2 separate regions of the Muntiacus reevesi genome follow, and region 1 is linked to region 2. The links are chromatin contacts, called in public Hi-C maps. All regions are on one chromosome and are shown on one strand. Each heading gives the region's core, a stretch centred on a gene start, on an enhancer-like site or on the middle of the called end of the contact. The rest is flanking DNA. Distances are from core to core; before and after follow the strand shown. Region 1 holds the start of BMI1 (BMI1 proto-oncogene, polycomb ring finger). Region 2 holds the start of DNAJC1 (DnaJ heat shock protein family (Hsp40) member C1).

Region 1 (4,845 bases), core at 1,133-3,632, 250 kb before region 2:
AGAGTTTCAGAAACAATCTCTTGCACCTTAGAAAGGAAAACCTTCTAGGTTCCACCATAGAAACTGCCAGTTAAGAAAGCAAAAAGGCACCAAATGTACTATGGAAAAATACTCAATAGTTAAAAGCTTGTCATTATAACATACTTAGTTGGGGCAGTCAGTTTAGTTGGAGGCCTAACACCAGTCATGTCAAAATGAAGGAAAACAGAAGCAAGTTCTTATGTTAACAATCAGCTTGACTATTGCAGTCTAAGAAATGCAAATGAACTCCATAACCCCAGTTGGGGCTCCCAGCCCAATACAAGTATGGGGAAAGTTGGGGTTAACTTGAGTCCTAGGGAGAATTTCACCTTTTAGGGGCACTGAATGCACATCCAAGAACTTAATGGTAGAGCATTAATGGACTTAAGTGCAACTAAATGCTCAATTTTCTTACAGAAGTGTGTGTATGCATGTGTATACAAACACACACATGCATACACATTGGCTTAATGGCTTTAAAGATACTGTTACTAGGCGTAAGTTTATACAGGTAGGTTATTTCAAACACCTCTGCACTTTGGTGCAGATATATGGAAATGAACTTAATTATTTAAAAATTTATAAATTTGCTCATAAAATCAACCTCAAAGGAATTCTACTTAAAATAAAACTCAAATGTTAACATAGTCTTAAGTTAGCATATGCTGTTAACAATTGGCATCCTTAAGTTTCTAGACTGTAGTGTGGCTTATGTTTCCAGAACATGGGGGTTAAGTTTCCTATAAAACATAAGTTGAATTACACATAACATTCTAGGCATCACCAACCTACATTTGGATTTGAATAAATATGCCCAGGATTTTGCCTACTTTCTGGGAAGGGGTTAATACATGCTTCTATTTCAGATACTGAACCGTGACTACTAAGCCCACTAAATCCTTTTATTGCAATTGGGAATGATCAAAGTCTCTATACTTGTTTACTTCCAATTATTAACTGTAAATCTCTGGGAAAAAGATCGTGCTACACGGCTGTCAAACCCAAAAGACTGCATAAACATATGCCTTCAACTTTTTAGTGCTCCTTTCTCCAAAGCATCTCTTCACCACATGACCTATGCTGACATTTAGTAAAACCTATAAAACGTTGTAGACTTAAGTCATGGTTCTAAGTGCATCCCATACTAGAGGTGGAAAAAAGAAAAAAAACCAAAAAACAAAACTGTATTCTCTGAGACGGGGAAAAAAAGAAAAAGAGGAAAAAGAGAGGAAACCTCTTGCAAGACTAACGTCCACTCACCATCATCACTCCAAAAAAAGCTCCAAATTTGAAATGCCCACTTCCCATTGAGCACCTCCCAAGTAATATTTGAAGAACTTATCCGATACTCTCAACAAATAACACCTTGAAAACTTTACCATTTTAAACACAAACGCAGGAGACCTTGGAAACAACTGGGAACCGCCATCTTACAAGCCATCTAAATTCACCCAAGTGTCCCTCCAACTTAAGTTAATAACATTTTTGTTCGGGCTCCTTTCAGCCTAACATCCACCTTGGCGGGATCGCGGCCCCCCAAGCAACCCGTCCCTATAAAATGGGGGCGTTCTCTGACTGTTTAAACCCCTCCAAAGCCCTTTCTTCGGGATAGGAGGGAAGCCACTTGACCCAAGCAGCTCCCGATTTCAGGCACCCGTCCCCGTTTCATCAAAATCTACCTCTCAACAAAGGGCGCCGTGGCCGGGAGAGCCGCAGAGGCTGCAAATAGAAGTATTCTTCTCGGGGGCCATGTGCGTCGCGAGGGTGTAGAGGGGCGCTCGGGGGAGAAAGGAACTAAAACGTGGGGCCGCGCGCGGCGCGTCCGGGCTGGAGCGGGCGGCGGCTGGAGCGGCGCCGAGGCCGGCTGGCGGCGGCGGCGCGGCGCGGGCTGCGGGTCGGTCCCGGCGCCGCGGGAGTCGGCGGGCGGCGGCGGGCGCGCGCTCGCGGGCGCGGGCGGCGCGCGGGGCCGGGCGGCGCGCGGGGCCGGCGGGCGGCGGCGCGGGGCTCGGCGCCCACGCTGTCAGCGCCCTCCCGGCCGGCGCGGGCGAGGCGCTTTTGGGGGGGGCCGTTCCCCGTCCACCCGCGGCCGGCCTGAGTCCCGCGCGGCCCCCGCCGCCCCCAGGCCCCGTCCCGGAGGCGCCTCGCCTCCTACGTACCCGGAAAAAGCAGCCGGCGAGAGGCGATCGAAGCGGGCGGAAAAGACAATGAAAGTTAAAAGTCGTTCAGCAGAAAATGAATGTGAGCCAAGCGGCCATCTTGAAGCGAGCTGCAGACGCCGCTGTCAATGGGCAACGAGCGCAGCCGAGAGGAGCGGCGGCCGCCGCGCTCGGCTCATGCTGCCTCCCGAGCCCGGCCTCCTCCTCCTCCTCCTCCGCCTCGGCCTCCTCCTCCTCCGCGGCCTCCTCCTCCTCCTCCTCGGCCTCCAACGCCTCCTCCTCCTGGGCCTCCTCCTCCTCCTCCTCGGCCGCCGCCGCCGCCGCCTCCTCCCGCTCCGCACTCGGGGGAGGGAGCGCGCGGAGGGGGCGCGATCAGTATTATTCTGCGGGGCTGGGAGGTGTTTCTAATCCGGATCGGGGCTCCCTCGCCAACATCCCCATTGTCTCGCCCGATCTCTGCCTTTAATACTACGATTATTATTTCATAGTTGCCGTTGGGAGGGAGGAGGGCGGGTGGGGGGCGCCGTGTGTGTGCGTGCGGAGAGGCGGGGGGAGGGGAGGAAGGCTGAGGACGGGGGAGGGGAGGGTGGAAAAAAAAATGCACCGCTGAAGGCAGAGTGGAAACTGACACCGGCTCCAAAATGGCTCAGAGTCCGCCCGCCCCCTCCCCCCGCCGCCCCCCCACCGGGTCACGTGCTCCCCTCATTCCTTAAGGGCGGCCTGGGAATTAGTGTCGGTGTAGTCGGGCCCGCGGCCGCCCCCTCCCCTCGGAGCAGCGCGACCCGGCCCCCTCCTCCTCTTCGCTCGGCGCGGCGGCGGCGCTGGCGCGGCTGCGGAGACATTTCTCCACAGCGCCACACGCGCCACCCTGCTCACGGCGCGGGCATCGCTCCGGCCCCGCACGCAGCTCAGCCCACCCCAACCCCCGTTATTTCTTTCTTTCCGCCGTCCGTCTCCACCCGCGGCACACATGTCCGCGAGGAGACCGCCGGCCGACACCCCCCGCTCGGCCCCACGGGCTGCGGCCCAGACTCCGGCACCACGGCGCGGAACCTGCGCCCGAGTTGGGCTCGCGGAAACAACAGCGCCCGCCCCAGTCTTCCCGCGGCCGCGCCGGCCCCCTTTCCCGCCCGCCAGTGGCCGAGGCGGGGCGCGCGCGGACAGCCGGCCGCTCCGGGCAGGGGCTCCGCGCGGGGCCGGCCCTCCCGGGCCTCCGGAGCTCCGCGGGCGAGGGTCGGGCTGCGGGCGAGCCCTCGGGCGCAGTTAACGGAACGGACGGGCTCCCGCCGCTGGGCGACCGCGCCCGCTCCCCACGTCCCGAAGCTGGGGTCTTCAAGCAACCCCGGAGATCGCATCCTTCCAGAGTGTTTAACTTTAATCCTGAGGAGAGGAGATCGTTAAAAGTTAACGCCAATCGTGTCTATGTCTTCAAAGTAATAATTAACAAACTCAAATCCAGACAAACTCTCACCACTCTTTTGTGAGAACAACTTATTTATTCAGAATGTAATACTGTCTACTTCCTTTTGGAAGACGTGGAAAAGATCAAATGGGATCAAGTGTACGGATAATACTAAAGATTCAAATACTTAGGCAGAAATTCCCTCTTAACCCTTCCAGAGGTGTAAAAAAATAAAGTGTCAAAACTTATGAGTGACAGAAACCCAAAAGAAAAAAATCTGTTCTGAAAAGGAAGACATCCAGCTTGCAGAAATGATGGTTCAGCGGACGGCAAGACGTTCCTGGTCTTCCTCTAGATCCGGGCAGATCGTTAACTTTCCCAAGTTACAACTGAGTTGCTCTTTCCAGGCTTTTCGAAGCATCTTTAAGTTTTCCTACTAAGTCCTGAAAGATGTATACCATGGCTCGTTTTTAGGATAAAACGCAAGAGAGAAGTATCCAAGCTTGAGAAAGATGCAAGAAAAAAGTCGGGAGACACTTTCTAAACAATTTTAAACTCAAGATTTTAAACCTTTGACAAACCACTATCAAAGTAAAGTTTTCCTCTAAAATGTCTCATCTTCAAAATGCTTGCCCTCAGATGTGAAATATAGTTTCTAACTGAATCTTCTGAACACTCAAGGTTTACCAAAATTAAATTTCTCCAGTTATCTAACAAGGATAATGCTGTATTCACATCTTTTGAAAGTTTAAAGTTCAATTAATGGTTACATTAAAACGACTCTGCAGGAGATTCCACTGGAAAAAATCAATTTCATCAAAATTTGAAGTGATGTCCTTAATTTTTTTTTAAGTGCTAAGAAATAAATTCGTTGTCATGTCCATTAATCAATGTAATTTTGAATTTCCCCAGTGTCTTACACAGGCAATATGAACAGTTTCAGAATTTTTTTAACTTGCCCCTTTATAAAAAGTCATTTAAAACCACTGTTTAAAAATCACGTTTTCAAAGTTTCTGAAAGCAAAGAGAACATTTTTCAAAGCCAAGCTTTCTTTTCCTTTGTCCTACTGGCTCAAACACATCACAAATAGAATTTACCACTCAACACTACAAGTTTATTTTAATTGAAGGGAACAGCAAACCAGACCAGTTCTCTATTAGTTAACATCTTAATTTCAAAAGCCTATTTTAAAATATTTCTTTTGAAACCCCCTTCCCAATAATTCTTTAACCAACCTTCATTGTCTACTGACAGATGGTTAATTT
Region 2 (5,290 bases), core at 1,459-3,958:
GCCAGAGCAAAACCTCATAGCAATGAGAAACAGTAATAGTGTTGTACTGAACAGACTCCAGTTCTACTTCAGCTTGGCCTTGGAAAGAGAACCATTCCCTTTAGATGGAGGAAGTCCTTGGGGTTCTTGGACAACATAAGAATAGAGCTCAGGAGGGAAATATCAGATTGCTAAAATATCAATGGCAATATGACACCAGTTTCAAATGTTATATTGCACTTAATTTAACGGTCAAATTAGGAGAAAAGATCAATGTTGGGATATTATATAAAAGTAGTGCTAAGATTATTGCTCTCATTTTATGCTTTCATTTTACTCATTCAATAAACAGTAAGATAACTTAAAGACTTAGTAAAGTTGCCTTTCACCTTAAGAAAACTGATCTATCAAAAATCAAACTAAAAAACCGTAGGGGGAGAAATGAAGGTGGGGAGGTATTCACAGGATTCAATTCAACTAAATGAATGCTAGCATGCGTTATGTATTGTGCTCAGCACTGGGGATAAACAGAAAAGGTGATATCCCTTGCTATGGACTGAATGTTTGTGTCCTACCCAAATTCCTATGTTGATGTCCTAATTCCCTATGTGATGGTATTTGGAGGTGCAATCTTTGGGAGGTAATTAGGTTTAGATGAGGTCATGATGGTGGAGCCCAAGTTGTGAGGTTCAGTTTAGTTCAGCTGCTCAGACATGTCCAACTCTTTGTGACCCCATGGACTGCAGCACGCCAGGCCTCCCTGACCATCACCAACTCCCGAAGCTTGCTCAAACTCATGTCCATCGAGTCGGTGATGCCATCCGACCATTTCATCCTCTGTCGTCCCCTCTCCTTCTGCCTTCAGTCTTTCCCAGAATCAGGGTCTTTTCTGATGAGTCAGTTCTTTGCATCAGGTGGCCAAAGTACTGGAGTTTCAGCTTCAGCATCAGTTCTTCCAATGAATATTCAGGACTGATTTCCTTTAGGATGGACTAGTTGTATCTCCTTGCAGTCCAAGGGATTCTCAAGAGTCTTTTCTCCAACACCACAGTTCAAAAGCATCAGTTCTTCAGTGCTCAGCTTTCTTTAGAGTCCAACTCTCACATGCATACGTGACTATTGGAAAAACCATAGCTTTGACTAGACAGACCTTTGTTGGCAAAGTAACGTTTCTGCTTTTTAATATGCTGTCTAGGTTGGTCATAGCTTTTCTTTCAAGGAGCAAGCGACTTTTAATTTCATGGCTGCAGTCACCATCTGCAGTGATTTTGGATCCCAAGAAAATAAAGTTTCTCACTGTTTCCATTGTTTCCCCATCTATTTGCCATGAAGTGATGGTACTGCATGCCATGATCTTCATTTTCTGAATGTTGAGGTTTAAGCCAACTTTTTCACTCTCTTCTTTCACTTTCATGAAGAGGCTCTTTAGTTCTTCGCTTTCTGCGTAAGAGGAAACACTAGATCTCTATCCCCCTTCCCCACACTGCCACCATGTGAAGGTACAACAAGAAAGAAGCCCTCTGAAACCTGGAAGAGGGTTCTCACCAGAACTTGACCATGCTGACACCCAGTTTGTGGTATATTGTTACAGCAGCCCTTGAAGACTAAGATACCCCTGTTCTTGTATCTTTGAAAGTAAAGCCTCACAATGAATTCAAAATAGGATTAATTCAAGCATTATATTGTATTATTTTTAAGCATTCATAGCTATTTAAAAATACTTTTTAAACTCTACAGTAATGGAAGGATTTAAGTAAGATTTACCTACTGGATACTGTTCTACTAACCTTTGTCAAACACAACACTTTTTACTATGAGAGTATTATTATAATCCTATTGAGCTTAATTCAACTGTTGGGATCCAAAATGGGAAAAAGGAGATCAAACTCTCAAAACTGCTGAAGCATCCTTAGTTATACAAGCATGTATTTATTCCCTTCTACTTCCTCAGCAAGAGTAGGGAGTCAGGGAGGAGAAATGTGAGAAAGCTAAGAAGAAAATAAGCTTCACAAAAAAGAAAGCAATAGTGATGAGGGGAAAAAAGAATAGGAAGTGAGACACTTGTGGGAAAGAGAGAACGCGTTTTTAGCTTAAATGTCTTTAAAAATAGACGTCAATTGGGAAAGGAGCACCAATTGTAAATGGGCTAACGGCGATAAGCTGCACTTACCGCTATGATTCTGAATGTCTGTCATGCTTATTACTTTCTACCTGGTTGCCTCTTTTATGGTATTATGCCTGTAAATATTATTTCATTATTGGAAGTACACTTTTTGTCTTGGTTCAAATTTTATTTCTTCTTCACCTCTCTTAAAAGGAAACTTTAGACTGCTCACTAGATTTGCCCCTTTCAAGCCCTGGGTTCAATTCCTCCTGTATTTTGGGGGATGGAATAATGAAATGTATGAAACAGAGGCTGTAATCAATAACTCAGTTTTCAAATATGCTTTTAGTTTTCAATATCTGGGGGAGGACAAGGAGGTAGCTGTTTCACGGATACTTAGGACGTTCCAGATAGATGCGCGATGTCTGTAACTGTCCACGTCTCTTAATCTGTGCCAACATCCGTATGGCTCCGCGGAGCACGCCAGCGACTGAGAAGCAGTCTGCTGAGGCCCAGGTCTGGGGCGCCGGCACCCCTACTTCCGGCCCCGCCTCCTCTCTGCGGTTGCTAGGAGACGTGATGTCACCGGAAGCAAGGCCTGGGATAGGCTGAGGCGAGGGGAAGCCTCTCCCCCCTCGCCGCGCTACCTAAGCGCCCGGCGCTGGCTCGCCAGCTGTTTGTAGGCCTGGGTAAAGGGTGAGGGTCCGCGGAGGTTAGGGCCGCCCGCGGCTCTGTCCGCGCTCTCACTAGACGAAGCGCTCGTCGTCTTCCGCCGCCCCTGCCTTCTGGCCAGGACCGGCCGCTGGGCGGGAGACTCCAGGGCGGCTGCCCGTGCTTCTGACTGACAAGCAGTGTTCCCACAGTCCGCGCTGCCCGCCACGTCCCCAGGTCTCGGCCGACGGCTCTGCGCGGCGGCTGACCTCTCCGAGCCCGGCGCGATGACAGCGCCCTGCTCCCGGCTGGCCCGGCTTCTTCCGCGCCGCCGGCCGGGACTCGTGCGGTTCCCGCCGCCGCTGCTGTTGCTGCTGCTGCTGCTGGCGGCCGCGGGGCCGGCGCGCGGATGGGAGAGCGGAGACCTGGAGTTATTTGACTTGGTGGAGGAGGTGCAGCTCAACTTCTACCAGTTCCTCGGGGTGCAGCAGGTAAGCGGGGCCGCCCGCTCGCTCGAAGGCTGCACCTCCTGGGCAGAACGTGTGGGTTGGGGCGGAAAGGAGGGGGTGGGGCGGGCTCTGACCGGGTTTTCTCCGAGGGAGCCGGGCTTGCGGGGCAAGACTTGGTCGTCCTGGACTCGGCTCCCGTTCTCTGTCCTATTGACCACGATCTTCTATCCTGGCGCAGAGGGAATGGCCCGCCTTCCCCAGTCCTTCACCGCCCGGCTCCTCTTCTCAAGTTCCGGTCTCTGTGACAGTCTGGACGGTGCCACCAGCCTGGGGTGGGGATCCCTTCTCTTCCCTCTGCCATTCTGGGGGAGATCCTTGCACCCTGCTGTGCTGAAGGAAGGAGGAGTGGTGGGGGTAGATCTTTTACTCCTAAACCCTTTCTCTTCCTGCCCCTCTGATTGTGGGGAAGGTGGTCGTGTCTCCCTCTAAATTTTCACCTTCCCAGTTACCACTTATCCTTTTAAGAGCCTCCTTTCCTGTCTTTCCGGAAAGGTAGGAATGCCTTTTGGTTGGCGTCTGGGTTGCAGAAGTTTTTCTCGCACTGTACTTTGTAATGTGTGTAGCCTGTTGGATTAAGCATTCGTAGCCCCGTTTAGAAATCTGCAGGAACTTGAAGCCTCTGCTGTGTTGTTCGGGAAGTCAGAGAAGGAGCCATCAAGTGCTGGGGCAGTAGAGGCACTTGGGGTGCTCCAGGAAGAGGAGCTCAGCCAGTAGCACAAGATCGTTTTCTTTTTCTTTTCGTTTCGTTTTCTTTCCTTCTTCAGCTCTAGACTTTAACTTGTCCTCTTTTTTTTTTCTGATTGCTTTCACTCTGAGAGTGCTGAATGACTCATACTGAGAAGATGCCATTTCACTGGTTTAACGATTATGCGGTGAAAGAATTTCAGACCTTCTGATTGAGCCCTTCATAAAAATGCTTTGAATAGTTAGGGGGCAAAAAGGTATTAATGTTTACCCACAACTGTTATTCAGGGCACGCTTGGTGTTACCAGAGGTGAAATGGACATTTCGCCCCAACAGGCTATCATAAATGTGTGTGAACTGTTCAGCTTACCACAAAATGGAAATTTACTTTTCAATTAAGTGTAAGTGAATATAAAAATGCTGTTACCACGGCACCATGACTTTAACGAATTTCAATTTTGTAAGAGTTATGAAGTAGTTTAAACATTTCACACTTAAAATTTTTACATGCATACAATTTCGTGTTGTCTGTATTCATTATCTTCACCTGGTGCCACTTACTGCTAGTAGAGACAGTATACCTTATTTCAAAGTAAATAGTGATGCAGTATGTGTAAGAATCATTAGTGAAATAAACTCTGAAGACTCTTAAGAATGCCTTTAATACTGAGAATATTTTTTATTAGAATTTACCAAAATTGATTAAATTCTGTAGCTAGAGTCTTACACATAACCTATCCAAAGATTTTGAAAGATATTTTCCAGTTACTCAAGGAAACCTTTTAAGAGCTGCTTTAAGAGGACACAAACTTAGTAGCAGTGGTTTAAATTTTAGATTCTGTGATCTAGCTTGCATGTGAAGTCTCATAGAATTTTCATTTATAAATTCATGCAGTTAAAGTTGCAGAGTTAATTAGGTAATGTGGACAACCAGAGCATTTAACTGTATGGGCAAAAATGGGAAAATAAAGAAGCACAGGTAATTGAGAAGATTCCGTGTGGAGGTAGAAGTTGAATAGAAGGATCCGGAAAATTGTTTTCATCATCTGTGTTTCTCTACGCAGTTGCTTTGAAATTGGAAAGAATGCAGAAGAAACTTTATTTTACCTAAGCAAAGAACCTGATTGGAACACGTTCTTTACATTTACTCTTAATTTTCTCGGAAGACTTTTAGGAGACCAAAAATTTGGTAGAGACAGATGCAGCCTGTCTTAGGTCCATAATGTGTAATTTTCAGGCCAGAGACAGCCAGTCTCTCTTGACTAGCCAGATGTGAGGCACCAGAGCTAAGTAGGTAGGTTACTCAGATGTGGTGACCAGGCTCTACGCATTTAATCAATTTGGTTGTCACTCATTCAACAGA

What was found. Hi-C and Micro-C count contacts between places; a contact is called where the count stands out from the background.
Region 1: a Hi-C map of blood shows a contact between it and region 2, with 4 times the contacts expected there. The contact joins the promoter of BMI1 here to the promoter of DNAJC1 in region 2. A contact is called at or near these places in 2 of 3 Hi-C or Micro-C datasets (blood and muscle).

The regions. Positions count from the first base shown.
Region 1 is chr2:23,012,765-23,017,609 of mMunRee1.1, reverse strand. It overlaps BMI1 (BMI1 proto-oncogene, polycomb ring finger), which reads right to left and starts at 2,382. Exons shown (of 10, transcript XM_065921081.1): 1 at 2,178-2,382. It overlaps COMMD3 (COMM domain containing 3), which reads right to left. Exons shown (of 8, transcript XM_065921085.1): 8 at 3,654-4,022. The coding sequence ends at 3,963.
Region 2 is chr2:22,758,210-22,763,499 of mMunRee1.1, reverse strand. DNAJC1 (DnaJ heat shock protein family (Hsp40) member C1) reads left to right here and starts at 2,708. Exons shown (of 12, transcript XM_065921080.1): 1 at 2,708-3,225. The coding sequence starts at 3,022.